Regions from separate parts of the Mus musculus genome. Here regions 2 and 3 are each linked to region 1. The links are chromatin contacts, called in public HiCAR-type and promoter capture Hi-C maps. All regions are on one chromosome and are shown on one strand. The core of a region is the stretch at or near the end of the contact, and the rest is flanking DNA. Distances in the headings are between cores, read along the strand shown. Region 1 holds the start of Adamts20 (a disintegrin-like and metallopeptidase (reprolysin type) with thrombospondin type 1 motif, 20). Region 2 holds the start of Zcrb1 (zinc finger CCHC-type and RNA binding motif 1). Region 3 holds the start of Yaf2 (YY1 associated factor 2).

The links. Promoter capture Hi-C pulls out the DNA fragments that hold promoters and counts their contacts. HiCAR-type assays count read pairs that join an accessible place to other places.
Region 2: a contact with region 1 is called in a promoter capture Hi-C map of embryonic stem cells, with 2.7 times the contacts expected there. The contact joins the promoter of Zcrb1 here to the promoter of Adamts20 in region 1. A contact is called at or near these places in 4 of 39 promoter capture datasets (cranial neural crest, embryonic stem cells, hippocampal neurons and 1 more) and 3 of 115 datasets of contacts at active chromatin or transcription factors (astrocytes, embryonic forebrain and stem cell-derived neural progenitor cells).
Region 3: a contact with region 1 is called in a HiCAR-type map of astrocytes, with 3 times the contacts expected there. The contact joins the promoter of Yaf2 here to the promoter of Adamts20 in region 1. A contact is called at or near these places in 8 of 39 promoter capture datasets (the 3T3-L1 cell line, cranial neural crest, embryonic stem cells and 5 more), 1 of 484 Hi-C or Micro-C datasets (muscle stem cells) and 1 of 115 datasets of contacts at active chromatin or transcription factors (astrocytes).

The regions. Positions count from the first base shown.
Region 1 is chr15:94,402,992-94,406,179 of GRCm38.p6, forward strand. It overlaps Adamts20 (a disintegrin-like and metallopeptidase (reprolysin type) with thrombospondin type 1 motif, 20), which reads right to left and starts at 1,359. Exons shown (of 39, transcript NM_177431.5): 1 at 1,008-1,359; 2 at 198-559. The coding sequence starts at 1,098.
Region 2 is chr15:93,396,861-93,399,705 of GRCm38.p6, forward strand. It overlaps Zcrb1 (zinc finger CCHC-type and RNA binding motif 1), which reads right to left and starts at 1,474. Exons shown (of 8, transcript NM_026025.3): 1 at 1,303-1,474; 2 at 310-395. The coding sequence starts at 393. Pphln1 (periphilin 1) reads left to right here and starts at 1,490. Exons shown (of 9, transcript NM_175363.4): 1 at 1,490-1,601.
Region 3 is chr15:93,335,262-93,338,342 of GRCm38.p6, forward strand. It overlaps Yaf2 (YY1 associated factor 2), which reads right to left and starts at 1,674. Exons shown (of 4, transcript NM_024189.6): 1 at 1,496-1,674; 2 at 1,079-1,204. The coding sequence starts at 1,521.

The sequences.
Region 1 (3,188 bases), core at 109-2,608:
GGCCACTCCTGAGCGCCTCTGGAGCACGTGACAAATGGATGAAAGATGCTCTCTCTCTGCCTGTGGTCTAGGCTCCTCTCTCTGGTGGTCTCTGAGGACTCCAAGGAACCTACTAGGAACCACCCACCATGCCCCAATCCCCAGACAGCCCTGGCCTGGATCAGAGAAAACTCATAGGGAGGTACAATCAGGCTTACCAGTCCTCCACAGAGACTGAAGACAGCAGTGTGGTCCTCTCGCGCGTTGACCTGGCCACGGTAGAAACAGTGGCGCAGGTCTGGGGACTCCGTGCTGCGCCCGCCTGGTCCAGGTACCGGGGTCCCCAAGTGCACCTCAGTGTAGCCTGCAGCCAGGAAGGCCGCATCAGCGCTCAGGTTCAGCTGGAAGAGCTGCCCGTAGGCGCTGATTCGGTAGTGGGTCCTGAACGGAGGAGGCTCCGGCACCCCGGAGCTACGTTTCTTCCGGCTGAAATGCCGGTTCTGGGGAAACACGTCTCCGAACTCATTGACCCGCGTGGGGGTCACCACTTCGTAGGAGGCCAGAGTCTTCACCAGGGCTTCTGCAACACACAGCGAAATGTCTATGAAGCCCCGACGCTGTCCAACCCACAAGCTCTTGAGCCAAGCATCCCTACCCAAGGTCCCCAGTTTTGGTCAGTCTCAGGGGCACGACAGATATACACACACGCACACACCTGGGCACCGTGGGCATGTACTGCTTTCCCACGGGTCCTATATGCTCTATACAGACCTTGCCACCCACCACCCAGCGCAGCCACCTCCTTGCCAGCCCCTCTTCTCTTCCCAGCCTCCAGCAACCCGTGTTGTCCGGATGCACGCTGCTCCATGCCCCACGCGTGCCCGCCGCATGATCAGGAGAGCGTGTCCCCAGAGATTCCACGACAACCAAAAAAGTCCTCGGGGATGCTCTGAGCTGGGTGGCCTGGGGTCTCCAACCAGTCTGCACCACCCACTCGCACCCGGCCCAAGCGCCCACGGCGACCTTACCCTGTCGTGGGTGGAAACGAACTTCCCAGGACCCAGTGAGAAGGAGCGAGATCGGGCAGAGCAACCCGGTCAGCCACTTGGCCACCCGCATGGCTGCACACAGGGGAGGGGATCCCGACTGGGAGGCCGCCCCAGGGCCGCCGGCTCCCCGAGCTCCGCTGCCCTCCTCCGCGCTCTAGCGGTTCTCCGCGGCGTCTCAGCAGCCTCCTGAGCACCCGGGACTGCACCCCGGCTCGCCTCGCCCCGCCGCCAGTCCCCGCTCCCGGCGCCGCTGCCTCATCGCGCGCTGCCCGCCTGGCTCTCTCAGGCCCGCGCGCCCCGCGCTCCCGCGCCACCCTGGGAAGCGCTCGCTGCCCGGCCCAGCGGGAACCGAGCCAGAGTAGCGGGGCGCGCGGGGCGGCGGAGGGCCCGCCCCCCAGGACCTGGTCGACCAATCAGCGGGAGGCGCGGCGGCTCGGCCTCCCGCGCAGCCCCTGCCCCGCGCAGCCCCGCCCGCGGGCGCGCGCACCGGGACCTCCCTGGCTGCAGCTCCGCGTCCCCAGGACCAGCCAGACCCCACGCACGTTGACAGGTGATAGGAGCACGGAGTGAAATGACAAGTGTCAGACCGGGGCCTATGCAATTCACGTTTGAGAGGTCCTATTCGGCTTCCCACGCAAAATAACCATCCGTAACCGGATGCTATCCATGGAGCTTGTGGTGAGGCTCAGTTTTTTGAGGGTCCCTGTGTGCAGGGAGACTCTGGAGTTTGGAGGATACGGAGCTAGAAGACTTGTGTATGACTGCATTAACCTATCTCTCTTGGTTGAGGAAGTTCAAGGAGGTCATTGGAGTCTCCAGAACTCCAGTCACATGTGATTACTGTTGCCTGTCTGCGCCTTTGGTTTTGTGCTTAAATATGCACAAAGGACTCTCCCCAAAACATACAAATGTCAAGAACCACGGAACATCTGCCTGTTTCTGGGACCAATCTCTCCACCGAGTGAAGAAAGCCCTCTGTCAATGTTAACTCTCGTCAACAATATCTGTAGCTCTGAATCCGTGCGCAAGGCCAGGCCCTACTGCAACGGACAAACTTTAGCATGAAGAGAAAAACAGCTTCTTTTCAAGGGTACTTCTCGTGTCCTGAGCTCACCTGTTTGATTTGCAGGATCTGCAATTACTTCTATTACCAGAACGGAAAAAAACGGGGGAGAGGGGCTGGGAGCCTTGAAATCCAACCAAGGCCATTAACCAGGGAAGGCAAACCTTCACGGATACAACGGGGTGACTGCAGCTCAGTTTGGCTTACAGTCACTGTTGCAGTCACTGTTGCGCTCTGGGCTCTTGGCCTTGGAAATTGCCCTCTAACCATACGTTCCCTCCTTCCATGTCACCGGTATCAATCTTCTGTTGTTGGCAGCACGGGTAGTAGAAGAGTTTCAGGAAGGGAGAGTCGAAACTTATATTTGATGGTGAAATCCCCAGCTGGGTGGTGGTATGGTAATCCTCACTCGCTCCTCTTTTCCTTCCCACTTTCCCACCAGTGCCATTCCATCCACCAGAGAATTAGAGAGCATGGCAGGTTTAGGTTAGAATGTGGTGGTCTTAAAGAGAACAACAACGGACTTTACCCACAACTGTGCGTTTAACCTTTACCATCCTCCACGCTGGGCACTTTAATGGCATGCAGCTCTGAGTACATCTTGGCATTTGGAGCCAGGCCTTTCCACCTACAAAGACCCGAAACCAGAATCATACCACACTAATTGCTACCCGACTGCTGAGAGACACCTTGTTTTCATCGCTGAAGGTTCAAAGCATCAAAGCAGTGCTGGTAACGGAGCGTTTCGTTTTCAACACATCTGACATTTTGGAAATATTGTGTTCATGGGACAGTTCATGTGCTGTCTGTGTCACTCTAATCTTATAGATATATTTTAATTAATCCTCTGAGAATTCCATACAATATGTTCTGCCCCCAGTCACCGCCTTTCCCCGCCCCCAACTCCTCCCAGGTCTGCTCCCAACTTGCCAGTATTCTCGCAACTTTGTGTCCTATTATTTAATAGCCTCCGGAGGAGTCCAGTTTGCATTGTCTACTTACTCTTGGGAATAGGGCCATTCACTGGAGTGCGGTTAATAGGGCCATTCACTGGAGTGCGGTTAAACTATAGTGAAACTCACCGGTATAGAAAACAG
Region 2 (2,845 bases), core at 224-2,723, 1.0 Mb before region 1:
TGTGATAACTACTCTAGGCAAGTGTTCCACCACTCAAGTACAGGCGGCAGAGGAAGGCAGATCTCTGAGTTCTATGATAGCCTGTTCTACAGAGTGAGTTCTAGGCCAGTCAGGCACAGAGAAACCCTGCCTCGAAAAAACACACAAACAACAAATTCTCTTTGGGAAATTAAAACAAAATTGAAAAATTTCCCACTAAAATTTGCAGAAGATATCAACTAAAAATTTTCCCAGGGAGCAGTATTTTTGCTTAAGCTTCAGATTGTCTCTAAAGAAAGAATCCATTAGTTAGATGTACATACAACTTACCCGGTATAAATCATTGTTTGTTAGGGAGAAAGGCAAGTTGGATACATAAACTGTGCTTTTACTTGGCGCCAAGCCACCGCTCATTTCTAAAACGGAAAAAAAGGAGACATTGGGAATCTTACTCCAAGTAGAACCAAACAAGGACCATCACTGACTTAATTAGGGTAGAATTCCTCAGGCTCCATTCATTTAAAGAGATTAGAGTACCAGTGTGGGTAGGGTGTGAATTACCATATTCCTTTTCTAGCAGCGGGTGTTAAGCCTTTTAGGGCTGCGGTGCGATTGAAGAGGGGTTTTAGAGAGATGGAGAAGCCACAAGGCTATTTTTAACGCCTTCTTAGGGTAAAAGCGGAAAAGATGTTTCCCAAGGATTCGCCCACCTCCGAAAGGGACACCTGTCTACCCCGCCTCTTTTGTTCTTGTTTTTAAAAAAACTCCTGTATCTACGTCTGTATATATGGATTACTGATATAGGTAGGCCATGACGACAGAGACTCGGTTTTGTTAAGCTTGGGGTAGTTTCACATTTTGATAAAGTTCTTTAGATTTTTAAATTTCGTGCACAACCAAATCATGAAATGACACTCTATTACATGGATTACCTACTTTGAATGGGACATTAACCTGTATATTTATCAATGTGCTTAGTAATCAACGTCACTGTTAAAACTCTGCAAATTACAGGTGAAACGATCGCGTCGGTCGGCAGCAAGTGTTAAGAACCCCTATGAATGACAATGGACCCGGCACCCCGGAGGGCGCCCCGCTGGCCCAGTAGGAGGATTATTCAAAAAGCCTTAGCTAGCCAAAACCTGCTTGTCGCGTTTCCAGTTTCTCACTCTGAGAAATGCTAACCCCGGCTGGACGTTCCTGGGGCCGGAGCTGGGGTCAGGGTCGAGGCCGAGGCCGAGGCCGAGGCCGAGGCCGAGGCGGAGGCCGAGGCGGAGGCCCGGGCCGCGGCCGTCTCCTGGGCCCGGCGCCGTGGGAGCTTACCTTCGGCGCAGAGGCGAAGCGGAGAGGATGCGAGCCCGCGGCGGCTTCACCTCCGGCTGCCTTCCGCGGCGCGCAAAAGCGCGGGCGTCCGCGAACGCAGCGCGGTGCAGCGCTCCTTCCGACTCCCCCAAACCCCGACGGCCCCGGGCCGGAGGCTGGCGCGCCGGGCGACGTCACCGCGCGCGCCGGAAGTGCCTTTAGGGCGAGCGGACGTCTGGCTTCGCGGGTTTCACCGGCGGCTGAGGCGGCGGCGACAGAGGCGGCGGCGACAGAGGCGGAGGCTCAGCAGTGGGACGTAGGTGAGCGAGTGGCTCTCCGCAGAGGCGCGAGGGGCGCATGCGGCCGGCGGGCGGGCGGGCGGACGTTTCCTGCGGCGATGGAGATGTGCTTTATTCTGGACTCCTAGTGGAACCTGGAGAGGGACTCAGTGGATGCGGGAGGAAAGCGAAGTGTGGAGGAGAGTGAGACCCAGGTTCCGCTTCTCGGCAGGAGTTTAGTAAGCAAAAGGGGAGTTCTCAGCCAGGCAACTTCAGTGACGCCAGGTCAGTCAGGAAGTCTGGGTTTTTATCTTATTTTTTATTTTTTGGACCTAACCGACTCTGTAATAGGCACTTTGAGAGACGGACAAAAGAGTGCCAAAATAATCCACTTGCTGTTGAGAATGTCAGTGTGGCCGGGGAGACAAAGCCCACGTGGGGACAGTTGGAGTCACACAGTGACCCATTCTTGAGTACTGGCACGGACAGATGTTCAGCTCCATCGTCCCGTTGTTTATTACTATTTTTTCCTTTCTGAAAATATGGAATGGGTACGCACTGATTATTTTTTTGTTTTCCGAGACAGGGTTTCTCTGTGTAGCCCTGGCTGTCCTGGAACTCGCTCTGTAGACCAGGCTGGCCTCGAACTCAGAGATCCCGCCCGCCTCGCCTCCAGAGTGCAGGGATTAAAGGCGTGCACCATCACCGCCCGGCTACACTGATTATTCTTTAAGAGCTCGTCGTTTCTACAGAGAAATCCGAATGCTTATTTTGCCCGGTAGTTTAAACTTAACTTCTACCCACCAGCACGTACAGACCAGGCCTGTAACTACTCCCTGGGAACCTGCGTGTCAGCAGCCCGGAGCCCAGAGCCTGTCGTGGAGCCTGCACAATCAATCCTGACTGAAGCGGAGGGACGAAGTGCAATCCACCCAGGGCGCCGCTGAGTTTTGAGAGGCATTAATTCCTTGGCGTCCACCAAGGGACCACTGGGACTAATTCTCATGGCAAACTTGTGGCCAGCCCAAACTCCCAGGCTTCACATCCCGGTTGTGCTTGGTTATCGCCCACGATGTAAGCCCCTTTGGTCTTCTAATTGTTTGAGCCTTAACTCTCCGCGCTGTTTCGTGCTTCCTCTCGATTTGGGGGTACCACTGCTTCTCCTTCCTTAGTTCACCCTGAGCGCATCGTCTGTGCTCCTGGAATCTTATTTTGTCTGCTTAGCAAACACTTATTAGCCTTGTTTTGAAACTGTCTTGCGTTTTCTGACTCTTTAACAAAGCTGT
Region 3 (3,081 bases), core at 424-2,923, 1.1 Mb before region 1:
AAATGAGAATTCGTAGTAAAAACCTATTGAGATTTATGACAGGTATGTCAAAAACAACCAGTATTGTAGAAACAATAAAATCCTGACATGTCTCTACACTTACAATGTTAGTAAAATTCTATAAACTGAGTTTTTAAAAAAAAAACAGGATACATCATTTTTAGAAATAACTTTGACTATTTAGAATGTCAAAATTATACAGGCCCTCTGTTTCAAACAGAAAATTCCCCGTATTCTGTAATCATTTGTATTTGAATAGGCTTCATAGCAGCAAAATAAATGCCTTACTTAAATATTGCTACAAATCACTGTAGAAGTGGATTTAAAGGCGGCCTTCCCAAGGGAACTATGACCAAGTGGAGACAGATCAAGAATGCTACTGAGTTCGAATTTCCTAAATTTAACTCTTTTAAATGGTTTTTTTTTTTTTTTTTGGAAAGACAATTATAATACTATATGCCTACCATACAACAAATCCAGGGCCGGCAACAGACAAAGATCATGTCATCTCGTTTGTGTAAAAATATCCAGGCACTGGAGTAAAACTGCGTTGCTGGGTTCACCTCCCAACCAACTACTTAACTGTAAAAAATTATTACAGAAATAGAACAACAACAAAAAAAAACCCAGACGCGAAACCTTGGCCTGACCCTTTCCGGACATCCGTTACTAAGAAAGTTTAATCCATTACGATCCTACAAGCGATACTTTTTCCCCAGGGGGACCGAGTGACATCGCGGCCTTTCCTCCGTCCCCTCCCCCGCCCCGGCTCCCCGTCCCCGCCCCCTCCCCGCACACTAACACCACAATGCGACCAGCGATCACGGTCTCTGCGCCCGGCTGGGGAGGGGGCACCGCACCGGCCACGCATGGAACGGCACGGCACGGCAGCGGCCGGCGACCCCCATGGATAATTCATCCTCCGCAGCAGGCGCCACCGCCGCCGCCACCGAGCCCTCGCCGCCAGCCGCGGCTCAGCCGGGTCGCGCCCCACCGCGGCCGCCGCCTGGCTGGCCGCCCCGCCGTCCCGCGTCGCGCGGGGGGCCCCGCGGGGGATCCACGGGCGCGCCGGACTCACCGGGTGGAGGTGCCCTTCCGCACATCGCACATCATGCACTTGAAGGCCTCGGCGCTGTTCCGGAAGGTGCAGACACTGCAGTCCCAGTAGCCCTCATCCGAGGCGGGCTTCGGCTGCCGCTTCGGCCTGCAGGACACAACCGGACACGACGCAGCGCGGGGTCAGCCGCAGGCCGCGCCCGGCCCCGCGCCCCGCCCCGCCCGGCCCGCGACCCCCGCCCCGCCCGGCGCCGCGCGGGGGAGGGGAGCGCGGCCGCTGACCCCGGCCGCCATCGCGGCCCATTGTGGGCAGCCGCGCGCCCCGCCGCGCCGCGCCGCACCCCCTCTCCCCACACACACGCGCGCGCCCCGCGCCGCGCCGCTCCACGCCACGCCACGGGACCCCGGGCCGCGGGCGCTCCGCCGGCGGGCGCCCTACCTGGTGGGGCTCTTCTTGTCGCCCATGCTCGCTGCCGACGCGCGCCGGTCTGTCAGCGCCGGGGTGAGGGGCCGGCGGAAGCGCGGAGGCGAGGGGGCGGGGAAGGCCGCGCCGCGAGCTGCAGCCGCCGCCGCCGCCGTCGCCGCCGCCGCTGCCGCCGCCGCCGCCGGATCCCACGCAGCCTCCAGCTGTCGGGGAAACTCCTGCCTGCGCGCACGTGACCCGCGCCGGCCAACCAGCGGCCGCGCCGGAGACTTCAAACGCGGGGAGCGCGGCCCAGCACCGGCGGCGAGTTCGCGGCGCCGCCTCCCTCCAGCTCGCCCGCCCGCTGGCTGCCCCGGAGCGCTCCGGCCGTGGCTCGCACGCCCCGAAGGGCGCGATGGCAGGCGCCCGCAGACACGCGTGCGCCCGGCGCGGCGGGGACTGTCATCCTTCCTTCTGGGGAAGCGACCCAGAGGCTCGGGAGAGGTTCGGTGCCCTGCTCTAGCTTACATAATTCAAACGTGACGAAACCAGGGTCTGATCCGGTTTTAATTGCAGCGGCGTCCTCCTGGCCTCACGGGGCTCTGCAGTGGCTTGTTATAAAACGGACGCTCGTGAGCCTACGTAAGGCAGACGAGGTTGCTTGTGCCCTGGACACCACCTCCCCGAGTCTCCTTACTCCAGCCTGTCGGGGATACACACCTCGCCTGCTAGACCCAAACAGCCATCTCGCTGGTCCTTGAAGCTCTGCTTCCCACCTCGCCGATCTGGCGGGTACCCCACAACCAGAGTTAGCTTGACATCCCTCTGATCGAGGGGCGACTTTAGCATGCCAAGTCGGTGAACCGTCATCAGGAAAGCTGCCCCTGAAGAAAGGAGAGATGAAATCCATCCCTTCTCGGAGCCCTGCCTTCTTCTGCCTTATTTGGGTGTGCTGATGGAGGCGTTGTAGCCTCCGCATCAGGCTTAACTAACTGAAGGGGACCCAGTTCAGGCACTGCGTACTTAACAGTTGATCTGACTGTGTGGCTCCTGGGATACTATAAGGTTGTTTAGAAAATGTATCCAGCTGGGCCAGAGCAGGATGGAGCAAATTTTCATCATGATACTCAGAGTGAGATGGCAACTAAAAACTTGAGGAGTTAACTGTTTAGGAAGTCCTTAATATTTTGAACTATATCGTCTGTGGGTAATTGAAACAGGAAAGCAAAACTCCAGCAAAAGGGAGACTACTGTATTGATGTGTTACTTACCAAACAAGAGTTAATAACCAAACTGGAGGATGCTCTCCTTTTTATCATTGGGAATATGATATTAATTGGGGTAATTAAGAGGGAAATAGGCTTCAAGCTTCTGAGAAAAGAAAGTCAAAATGAATTATAGCAGAACGGGTGGGAGTATACAGCTCAGAGATGGAGCACTTGCACAAGGCACTGAGTTACTAGAAATTTGGAAAAGCATTTAAAAGATTGTTTTATGTGGGGTTTGCTTGGGTGCTTAGTATTACTTTATTTTTGCAGAATAGAGAGTCTGACTTAGTTGAGTGTAAAAGTTATATATTAGAGGTTGCGTTAATTTTCCAAGATAAAAGAGGCTGAGTGGTT